Regions from separate parts of the Mus musculus genome. Here all the other regions are linked to region 3. The links are chromatin contacts, called in public HiCAR-type and promoter capture Hi-C maps. All regions are on one chromosome and are shown on one strand. The core of a region is the stretch at or near the end of the contact, and the rest is flanking DNA. Distances in the headings are between cores, read along the strand shown. Region 1 holds the start of Tnfrsf11b (tumor necrosis factor receptor superfamily, member 11b (osteoprotegerin)). Region 2 overlaps Samd12 (sterile alpha motif domain containing 12). Region 3 holds the start of Med30 (mediator complex subunit 30).

The links. Promoter capture Hi-C pulls out the DNA fragments that hold promoters and counts their contacts. HiCAR-type assays count read pairs that join an accessible place to other places.
Region 1: a contact with region 3 is called in a HiCAR-type map of astrocytes, with 2.4 times the contacts expected there. The contact joins the promoter of Tnfrsf11b here to the promoter of Med30 in region 3. A contact is called at or near these places in 1 of 39 promoter capture datasets (hippocampal neurons) and 2 of 115 datasets of contacts at active chromatin or transcription factors (astrocytes and stem cell-derived neural progenitor cells).
Region 2: a contact with region 3 is called in a promoter capture Hi-C map of second pharyngeal arch cranial neural crest, with 7 times the contacts expected there. The contact joins the enhancer-like site here to the promoter of Med30 in region 3. A contact is called at or near these places in 8 of 39 promoter capture datasets (the 3T3-L1 cell line, 3T3-L1-derived adipocytes, the C10 cell line and 5 more), 1 of 484 Hi-C or Micro-C datasets (bone marrow-derived macrophages), 3 of 115 datasets of contacts at active chromatin or transcription factors (astrocytes, large pre-B cells and stem cell-derived neural progenitor cells) and 2 of 9 other capture datasets (adipose tissue and liver).

The regions. Positions count from the first base shown.
Region 1 is chr15:54,276,854-54,280,337 of GRCm38.p6, forward strand. Tnfrsf11b (tumor necrosis factor receptor superfamily, member 11b (osteoprotegerin)) reads right to left here and starts at 1,631. Exons shown (of 5, transcript NM_008764.3): 1 at 1,362-1,631. The coding sequence starts at 1,394.
Region 2 is chr15:53,722,838-53,726,240 of GRCm38.p6, forward strand. The region is part of intron 2 of Samd12 (sterile alpha motif domain containing 12); the gene reads right to left. Among named protein-coding and RNA genes, the nearest start is that of Mir28c, 110 kb to the left of the region's middle. Within about 2 kb of position 1,499, at least 55 of the 459 cell types and tissues checked have an H3K27ac peak or open chromatin away from gene starts, as enhancers often do. A contact at or near this core is called in second pharyngeal arch cranial neural crest, where this site is marked.
Region 3 is chr15:52,711,074-52,714,409 of GRCm38.p6, forward strand. Med30 (mediator complex subunit 30) reads left to right here and starts at 1,372. Exons shown (of 4, transcript NM_027212.2): 1 at 1,372-1,613. The coding sequence starts at 1,437.

The sequences.
Region 1 (3,484 bases), core at 381-2,880, 1.6 Mb after region 3:
GAGTTCACAATGATTGGTTGTAAGTGCCTTTACCCATGGAGCCATCTCACTGTCTCTAAAAATTGCACTTCTTAAAAAGTTCTTCTTAGTGGAACTGGAGGGATGGCTCAGCAAGAGCACTGGCTGCTCTTCCAGAGACTCGGGTTTCATTCCCATCACCGACATGGCAGCTCACAACTGTCTGTAACTCCGGTTCTAAGGGACTTGATGCCCTCCTCTGGCCTCAGTTAGCATCAGATGCACAAGCAGTACACAGACATACATGCAAGGGAACCACATATACACCTAAAATAAAGTAAAATTAGAAAATTCTCCATATGTCCATATTAGTGGATATATGTAATATATATGTATATACATGTATACATATCTGCATATGTACACATGAAGTTGGCATATGTATGTATACTCTCCTGTCCACTTTTTCCTAAGTGACTTTGGTATTACATATGATTGTCTGTGTGTCCCTGAAGCTCAGGGAAAGACTACATAGTTTTTAATTCTCACTATGTGAGCAGGAGGATGAAATTGAAACACTGACTCTAGTGCATTCCAGACAGAGAAATCACTCAAAGACAGACTTCTCTGTCTGATTTGTAACTTCATGTGTTTCACAGGCTACTGATGTGAAGGAAACAAATTTGGGGCATGGAAAAAACTTGTCTATAAACCTAAATAACAATTTGCCAAATGCCTGAGCCAATAAAAGAGATTCCTTTATTTTCCAAACAACGTTTCAAAACAGGTTTGAACCATCTTTCTTTATAGTTGAACTGATCTGGTTGTTTAACTATATTCTACAACGTAATAATCATTAGTCTGTTCATATTTTTCACACTACTGAAGTTGAGAACTAGACTAATAGAACTTTAGTAAAACAGCAAATTGCACAGAAAAATAAGAGAATATTTTCTGTATTGCCCACAACCCATATGTAAGTTAGGCTAATGTTGTTTCAGACTATCCTCTCCATCCAAACTTTTCTACAGAAGTTTCAAAAAAGTCTGGCCTCTCTTTCCAACACCTGCAGTAATAAAAAAGTTCGGTGAAGCGAAGGTATGGTGTTCCACATAAGAACATAAGTAAGTAAATAAATAAGGTAAATAAAATGAATAAAAACCAAGCAAAAAAGTCTTTAAAAAGGCCTCTCTCCGTGTCCCTCTCCCATCTGCATAAACTCAGCTGGAACTTTTCATGAAAAAGCCATTCACTCTTCAGGGCAGCCTGCTGCTGTAGCTAGAAAGAGGCTTCGTGTTCCAACCAAACCCCAGCTCCCTCCTGAGGTAGCCGGGCTTGGTCCCCATCAGCAGGAGGGGAGGTCCCGAGCCCAGGTGGTCAGCAGCCTCCTGCCCACGACTTACCACCAGGAGTGCGCAGCACAGCCACTTGTTCATTGTGGTCCTCGGGAAACCTCAGGAGGCAGCCGCTGGGTCAGTGCTAGGTGCGTCTCTGCAGCCCAGGCAATCATGACGTTTTATATAAGGTCGGGGCAACAGGAAGTATGCCCTGCCTTTGATCTATTAGTCTCTGTCTGGACAAACCTTGTTCCTTTTTAGGAACCTTGGGAGCTAGTGGTGGGGCTTTGGGACACTCCGGGGTTAACGCTTTAGGAGCCGGAGTGGGAGGATCCTGCGCGGAGGCGTGGGACAAGGGAAGGGAATGACTGATTTCTGCAGGGGGAGAGAGAGGGGGAAGGAAGAAGAAAAGAAGGAGAAAGCCACCGCTGAGCTGAAGAACAAGGCAGCAGCTGTCCCGCTGCCTCTGGGAGTTCCGAAGCTTTTTCTGCCAGCGGCTAGCCTCAGGGCAGCTGTGACCTGTGGTGAGAGGCTGAGTACACTTGGGGGAGCCGCTGGGCAGCCTCCAGGCTCTGGCTCCTCTACCCGAGGTTTCAACTTCAGCAGCCTATTGCCACATGTCTCAGTCACTGTACCCTTTCTGGGAGAAGGCTGAGGTTTTCGTTTGGCCTATTATCTAAACTCCTTCCCAAAGATTCTGTAGCTCCCCAAATAATCCCTCTCGCGTAGGGATGGCATTGTCCTCAAAAACGACTGAGAGTTTGTAGTCGTTAACATGCAAAGTGTCCTGGGCCCGTTAAAGAATTTATTTGTCCAACTCATATTTACCTGGGTTGTCAGAAGCTAGGGAGAACCAGAAGAATAAATTCTTTGTACCTGGAGTAGGAAAACCTTACAAGCATCGCTTCCCTTCCCAGCATCCTCTTTCATAAAGGGTTGTTGGCTCCTTAGAGTCCTAACCACTAAGCTTCTGGTCAAACGCCTCTTCACCCATTAAGTTGCCTCTTCACTGCCCTCTGCTGTTGGCACGTTTAAAGATTTGCAAAATAAGGTTCTTCTCCCACCCATCAGCCGTCTCACTGGTTAGAAGTCACTGTTTCCAAATTGAATTCCCATTCCAAGATGCCATAGGCAACTCTCAAGTCAGCTGTAGGTGGTCACTCAAACCTGCATATAATGTGATGCTTACAGCGTGATTACTCCTTGCAGAACTGGCTTCTCTATCAGGAGCTGGGTTAGTGAGATGTCTCCTGAGTAGGGCAAATTCTTCTGTCAACAAGAGGAGCTCCACCTCTTCACAGCACGATGGATCTCATGCTATCATGAGTTCAAAGTAGTTCACTCCATCAAGACATTTTGGAGGAAGGAAAAGCTGCATGATTCTATACTAGTCTCCTGTGTTTTAGTTTCTACTGCAACAACAGTGTGATAACAACACTTACCATCCAAATAAACCTAAATGTTAACTTTCAAGCCCTGTGTAAGTGGCAGAGCTATTATTTCTGTTCAGGAATAGTTGTCTGGGATATTAGCTGAAAACATTTTTCTCAAAATGTAACGTGATGTCAGGGTGCAGTAGTGGCAAAACCTAGAATCATTTGGAAAAGCAGCTGCAATGAGAGATTGATTATCTACACAGAATTGGCCTGTGGGTCTGTTTGTAGGGCACTGCCTTAATAAATAGATGTGGGAAGACTCAGCCCATTGTGGGCAGAACCATTCCCTAGGCAAGGTGTCTTGAGCTAGAAGTGCAGAAATAAAGATACAAACAAGCAAGTACACGTGCATGCATTCTTTTCTCTCAGCTCTTGGCTCTGGATGTGATGTGACAAATTTGAAGTCCCTACCCTAACTTTTCCACAATACTGGGTTATAACATGGAGTTATAAATTTAAGCTAACTCCTTTATGCCCCACCCTACCCTCCAAAAGGTATGACATTCTGAGACATAGATTATAAAAATATGTATGTCTTTCTAAGCCTGTTTCTGCTGTAACAACAACCCTGGTGTTGTAGAAGGAGACAGCAAGTAAAAACATTTAAAATCATATTAAATATATGTCCACATTTTCTTAGTTGTAAGAGTAAAATAACAAATGCACGCAATGTAAATTAGTGCTAATAGGAAATATTTACTAAAATAAGGGTTTGCAGGGTGTGTGTGTGGGGGGGGCAAAGGGTGTTTGTTT
Region 2 (3,403 bases), core at 249-2,748, 1.0 Mb after region 3:
GCTTCACAACTCAGCACCTCTGTATCTGGCTCTCCCCTACTCTAAAACTTTCCCCTCAGATTAGCTGAATGAGTTTATAGCTGACACATCATTACCCTGAAACTCCTGCAAGTTTCTTTCAAGTACAGCTAATCAAATTTTTTGAAGACTCCTATAAACCAGTCAGAGAAGACTGTAAATTAGGACAGGGAAGGCAGGAGACGAAGTTGCTTATACATCAATACATTAAACTTCCTTATCTTGAAAGGTCATCCTTTAACTTGCTTATTCCCTAAGGAACAGAGGACTCGAGCCCATCAGCCTAGCTTCAGAGGATAATTTACCCAAATGTGTCAAGTCAACTCAGAATGGATCTTCAACAGCCCTTCATTGGGCTATAATCTTAGCTATATTCTTTATCAGAAACTCGGTGGTTCTAAAGCTAATTAATACCCAAGGAGACCCCTTATTTTTCCTTCACACTATCTTCTATTACAATTAATTGTGAATTTGGTGACGTATGCCTTGAAATAAGTAAACCTGAGCTTAAGATATGTAAACATAAACAAATTAAATGAAGGGTGAGGTTGAGTTTCTCTTACTAAAATACAGTGTCATCTCTCTCTAACCAGTGGTGATCCAAAGTCATGACCCTATTTATCAGCGACACTTACCCATGCCTTTATTATGTTATTAGTCTGCTACACGTTAGCTTTTCAAGATGTAGCATTAAGGAGTCATCATGACAACAATCTCCGTTTTGCTCTAGTTTTTAGATTTACTCTCTCTCCAACTCTTTTCTATAGCACCAAGACGGTCCCCAGTCACATCTCCCTGCAGCAGCATCATTCCTTCTATTTCAACAGCAATCAGGTTTTGAGAGTAAATACCTTAAGCTGTTGCCCTTGAAGAGCCGAACCTTTACTTCTCTGTGTGAATTGGAACAAGCTTAATCTATTACCATGCATGAGATTAGCATATTGCCCTCTGCAGCAAATAGGAACAGAACTGCATGGGTGTTCATCCTTCCCCATCCCCCTTCCCTTTGCCGTCCTGTGTCCACACTCTTCTTTGTATCCATGATCATTTCCTCATTTTTAAAATAGCTGCCATGTCTTCTTTTCCCCTCACAGTAGGAGCCTAAACCAAAGTAATAGTAGTCCAAAGAGCTGAGAGTGGGGGTGGGTGGGTAAGGGGGACTTTTGGTATAGCATTGGAAATGTAAATGAGCTAAATACCTAATAAAAAATGGAAAAAAAAAAAAGAATTTCCTATTTTCTAGGAACAGTAAACTAATAGAAAAAAAGTTCTGCCCAAAGGCAACCATTAAAAAAACATTTACCCCAGTGCTTCTTCTGTATGTTCAGCTCTACCACATCAGTCCTTGGTTTACAACCCCAGAGACAATTTTGGTTTGTTTTGCTGCCCTGAAAAAGGCCTGAGGCAGTTTATTATCTTAACCTCTGTGCATTGTGATACGAAGCAGGATCCCAGACATTTCCTGTCTAAACTAGTTCTGCTCTTTATATCGACAAAATGAAAATGTGTTTCAGACACTTTTACTTTCTCTTTTACAGGAAGACTCTATGCAAGACTCATATCCTCAAGAGAAAGATTGTTTGCAAATGATTATTTTTTTTTGCAAAGGATTCTTATTTGATTTCAATACAATCATTTCAGCTATGTTTTATAGTAATTTATAATGTGTGTTTAGCCTAACAGAGTGTGAACACAGGAAGGCAAAGGGATAGAGGGCAGGACAAGAATGAGACACCCATGCAGGTCCCACTCCTACCTTCTGCAGAGGGCAATGCCCTAATCTCATGTATGGGGATAGATTCAGTCTGCTGTTCCAATTCACACAGAGAATTAAAGGGTCAGCTATTTAAGGGCATCAGCTTATGGTATTTACTCTCAAAACCTGATTGCTGTTGGGATGGAGATATGACTAAGGACCATCTTGTGCTACAGAAGAGAAGGGGAGACAGAGCAAATCTAAAAACTAGAGCAAACTGGGGATTGTTGTCATTATGACTCCTTAATGCTACACTTTGACAAGCTAATATGGAGTAGACTAATAACAATTTCACAATGCAACTTTGGCTACAGATCAGCCAATAAATAGGGTCTTGACTTTTTATCACCATTGATTACCGAGATATGCAACAGTGTATTTGAATAGTAGGAACTCAGCCCCACCCTCTATTTCAGTTTATGTAGTAAATTTCAAGCTTGCCAAGCTAAAGATGAAGCTTTTCTCCTAAGCAGTTAAACAATTAACTGGTTTAAATAAACTTAGTATTGAAGGAACATATTAGAAAGTGCCTTTACAGGCAGATTTCATTTTTTAATTTAGCTACCCTTATCTTTTTGTGCAATACAAATGCTCTCTTAATTTACTTGCTTTTGATTTATAAGAGAACACTGTTACTACTAAGATGTAATTACTGTGTGAAGTCTCTACTGGATGAGTTTGTATGAGGCTTAATTGTTGACTGTGAAAGATCGTAGACCTTAGTTCTTTCCTAACCATTCCTAAGACAAAGTGAGACTCACAAGACAACTACCAGAAAGTGTAGATAGGATATCAGCATCATTCTAAATCAGTTTGGAAACTGTAGGAGCTTCCTTCTTTGACTTTCCTGTAGTGTTCTGTATTACTTACTACTTCTCTATTTCTGTGATAAGACACCAAAAGCAAGGCAGAGGGGAGAGAGAGAGAGAGAGAGAGAGAGAGAGAGAGAGAGAGAGAGAGAGAGAGAGCTTATTTTGGGTTTATAGTTCCAAAGGGTGAGTTTGTGACCATCGTGATAGAAAGCATGGCAGGAAGCAGGCATCACAGCCTTGGATCAGTCACTTACATCTTGTAACATGACCATGGGATACAGAGAGCACACTGGGAATAGTGTGGGCTTCTGGAATATCAAAACCGTTTCTAGTGATACACTTCCTCAAACAAGGACACAGCTCCAAATCTTTCCCAATGATCTTCTCTATCAACAAACAGATGACCAAGGATTCAAAAACCTAAGTCTATAGGGGGCCATTCTTATTCAAACCAACATATAACTTTACTTTAACTCCTGTCCTCTTTAGCTGACTGCTCTTGTGTGATCATACTCAAGATTGCAGAAAAAAGAAAGAAGAGAGGGGGAGAAGGAAACACACATTTATATATAATAAACTGTCAATGCCTGCTTTAGAGACTTTAAATGCTCATTTATTCAGAAAACAGTCTCTAAATATGAAAAAGAAATGTGATAGTTCACAAACACTTAAACTAATTAACTTAAAAACAAAACAAAACAAAAAACCCCACAAATAATGTCCACTTTATCTATCATGGAAAGAAGTGTGTAGAAAATAGTCAATTACTTTAACTGTTATATTCAGTTGCCAGTCTATGAAGTTCACTTATTTTTTT
Region 3 (3,336 bases), core at 122-2,621:
ATGCTTTATCAAGGCATTAGGAAAACAACAGAATGAACTGCTTCTTTGAAATTTGATTTTTCTTCCCTCTCTTTGGATATGGCAGAAGCTCCACCATTTATTCAGGTCACAAGTAGGTGCTCTCTTTATTCCTTCTTCTCCAGATGCACCCATCTATAACAACATCAGGTTCTGTAGATTTTCGCTAACAAGTCGCCCACTGAGTCCTTCACTAATTCAGATCATCTGCATCAATAACTTCAAGAGGAGGGAAGCAGCACTCACCATTCACCAGCCTCTCTCCACTGAACAGCCAGTTAAATCTGTCCTGAAGATTTCACGTTTAGATCTGTCTCCTTGAAACACTTCTATGATGTGCTTTGTCGCTCAGTCAGAGTGTCCTTACATGGTTTTAGATCCTCCATTGTTTACCTGTCTTCTATCATATTTCCCAATACTCACCATAATAAAAGCATTCCCTCAAGTGTTGGTGATGGCTTCTGGGTCTCCAAAGCTACAATTTGGGTGTAATTAGTGCTCCATTTTCATCTATTTTTAAGACCCAGATTTACTCCCTTCATCTTGTACAAGGTCCACTAAAGAGCACCCTGACGTCAGGACCTTGGGCTCTCATCCTAACACAGTCATCACAGTAATTAATGTTTATTCTCTATGAGGGCAGCTTCTACTGAACTTTTTACTATGCTATTTCTATCCTGGGCACAGCATAGTTAGGAATAGTTAGCACAGTCAAGTTAGGAGTAACTGTAATATATTGCTATATTTACATTACCATTAATGTCTTACTGTGTCTAATTTACATATTAATATTTTGTAGACATGTATGGGAAATGCAGAGAAGTATCTGGGGCTGCAATTTCAGATGTACATTGGGGAGGGATTATTACTGGAGTTTCACAATCAGAAAGTAGTGCATGTCTACAGGTGTATTACTTAGAGGAACTTGGAAAATACTCAAACAGGGAACAAAAGCAATCCTGGTGGTGGGTTTCTTGTTACCCAGAAGCGTACAAGAACAGAAATCATGTTTTCTGACTTTGAACAGAAGATTGCCAGTGCAACAACTAGTTCAAGCCCTCTGAACCTGCATCCTATCTGTAATTAGACATGTCTCATAGGTTTGTTATGAGAAAGAATGCTCTGCAAGAACCCAACAGAAGCAGAGAACCAGCCAGACACACAACTTAGGGCACAGACAGAACTCTGGGAAAGCCCACCCCATCTATCACTGGTACCGCCCCCTGGGCAGAACTCTACTTCTGATTGGGTAATTTCCTGTCTGTCTTACCGTTCCCAACTGCGGAGCCCAATCGCGTCAGGCTCCGCGAGGCGCCAGTCTTCCGGTACAGCGCTTGCATCGCGGCGGGCGGAAGTGGCGCCGCTTTTTTGAAATCGGCCGAGTGGGCTCGCGCCGGACCCGAGCCGCCGGGGGTGCCATGTCCACCCCTCCGCTGGCGCCCACGGGCATGGCGTCCGGGCCCTTCGGCGGCCCGCAGGCTCAGCAGGCCGCGCGCGAGGTCAACACGGCCACGCTGTGCCGCATCGGGCAGGAGACCGTGCAGGACATCGTGTACCGCACCATGGAGATCTTCCAGCTGCTCAGGAACATGCAGGTGGGCGCCTGGGGTGACAGAGCTGGTGAAAGCGGGCCTCCGCGGGCGACCTCAGGGTGGCCGGGTCGCCTCTACACCCCAGGTCCTCAGCGTGTATCCCCTTGCCCTGAGAGGCCGCAGGTGTGGAGGTCCCACCTCCTCCTTACCCCATACCTGGAAGACCTCAGGCTGGCCATCCTGCTTTACACCCTTGGTTCCCAGTATGTGTCTGTCTCACGCCCTGGAAAACCCTCAGGCATGGACACACCCCCTTATACCCAAAGTCCCCACCGTGCATCTATCTCTTGCTCAGGGTTACGACGGGTGGACACCCCGTTATGCCAATGTCCCCAGCATGAGTCTGCCATCTGACATGAGCGATTCCAGACATGGTCACCCCTATTTTCCCCAGAACTGTTACCCAGCATGCGTCTCTCCCCCACCCCAGGCGACTCCTATACTAGCTATGCTCATTACCGCTAGAAGTGTCACAAGCATATCTGTCCCCCAACCCCATCGTGCTTTTCAAAGTTCAAATGGATCACGCTGTACTTGCTTTTTAAAATTACTTTAAAAATTTTAGAGCAAAATTTCTCCTGAAGGAGATGCCCCGAAGCTGAAGAATTCAGACAATAGTGTAACCCCTTTCTAGACTTAACTAGACTACAGTAAGCTGTGCAAATGTAAAGTTATGGCATATGTTTAGGAATATACTTGTGACCTTATCATAGTTGCAAGAGTGAAAACAAGTGTTATCCAAGAAGTTTCCTTGCATCCCGTGGCATGTTTGCCTCCATCCCCAGGGAGCCAGTGTTAGTGTTTTTCCAGTTGTATGTGATAAGAATCACATAGCATGTGAGCTCTATTGGTCCAGGTTCTTTCAGCATATACTTATGTTATTTTTTTCTCTTGCTAATTTGTTGAGTGACTACGTGGCAGCCTTTGCATTCGTTCATCTGTATGAACGAATTTGTAAATAATGACAAAAATTTTTTAATGGATTTTTTTGTATGGGAATGTGTTTCAGTTGATTTCAGAGTGGAATAGCTGAATTATGTATGTATGTGTGTGTGTGTGTGTGTGTGTAATTTTTTTAATGTGTCTGATCTATTTGAATCTCCATCTCTGAGGGTCCTTGTTTACCTCTGCTTTATCGTCATTTGTTACTGTTGTCTCTCTTTACTTTCCCAGGTACTTAAGTCGGCCACTCATTTCTTTTCTTCTTGAGGAGCAGAGGGTTTATCATTTTGAGGGCATCCTACTTGTTGATTTGTTCATCCATAGTTCTTGCTTTTGGTATCAAACTTAAAATTTAAAAAGCAATGGATGTTTCCTGTGGAAGTTTTGCTCTTTGAATCTCTCCTTGTGTTTATCTCCTGGCTAGATTCTGAAGGGATGATATGGGCAATCCGTTTGGGTCTAAGTTCATCTTTTGGCTCCAGATTGTGACAGTACCATTTGTTAGTCGTTCTTAGAGCTTGCTTATCCTCACATTACAAGATGCAGAAAGCATCTTTGTTCTACTCCTGAGGAGCCTGTGGGTCAGCGAAGTAAACTGACTGCCCCAAAGCTACTCAGCATAGTATAATTGATGCCATATCTGGAGCCTGTTAACATCTTTTACTTCTATGGGTGCCTGTCTTAGTCAGGGTTTCTATTCCTGCACAAACATCATGACCAAGAAGCAAGTTGGGGAGGAAAGGGTTTATTCAGCTTACACTTCCATGCTGCTGTTCATCACCAA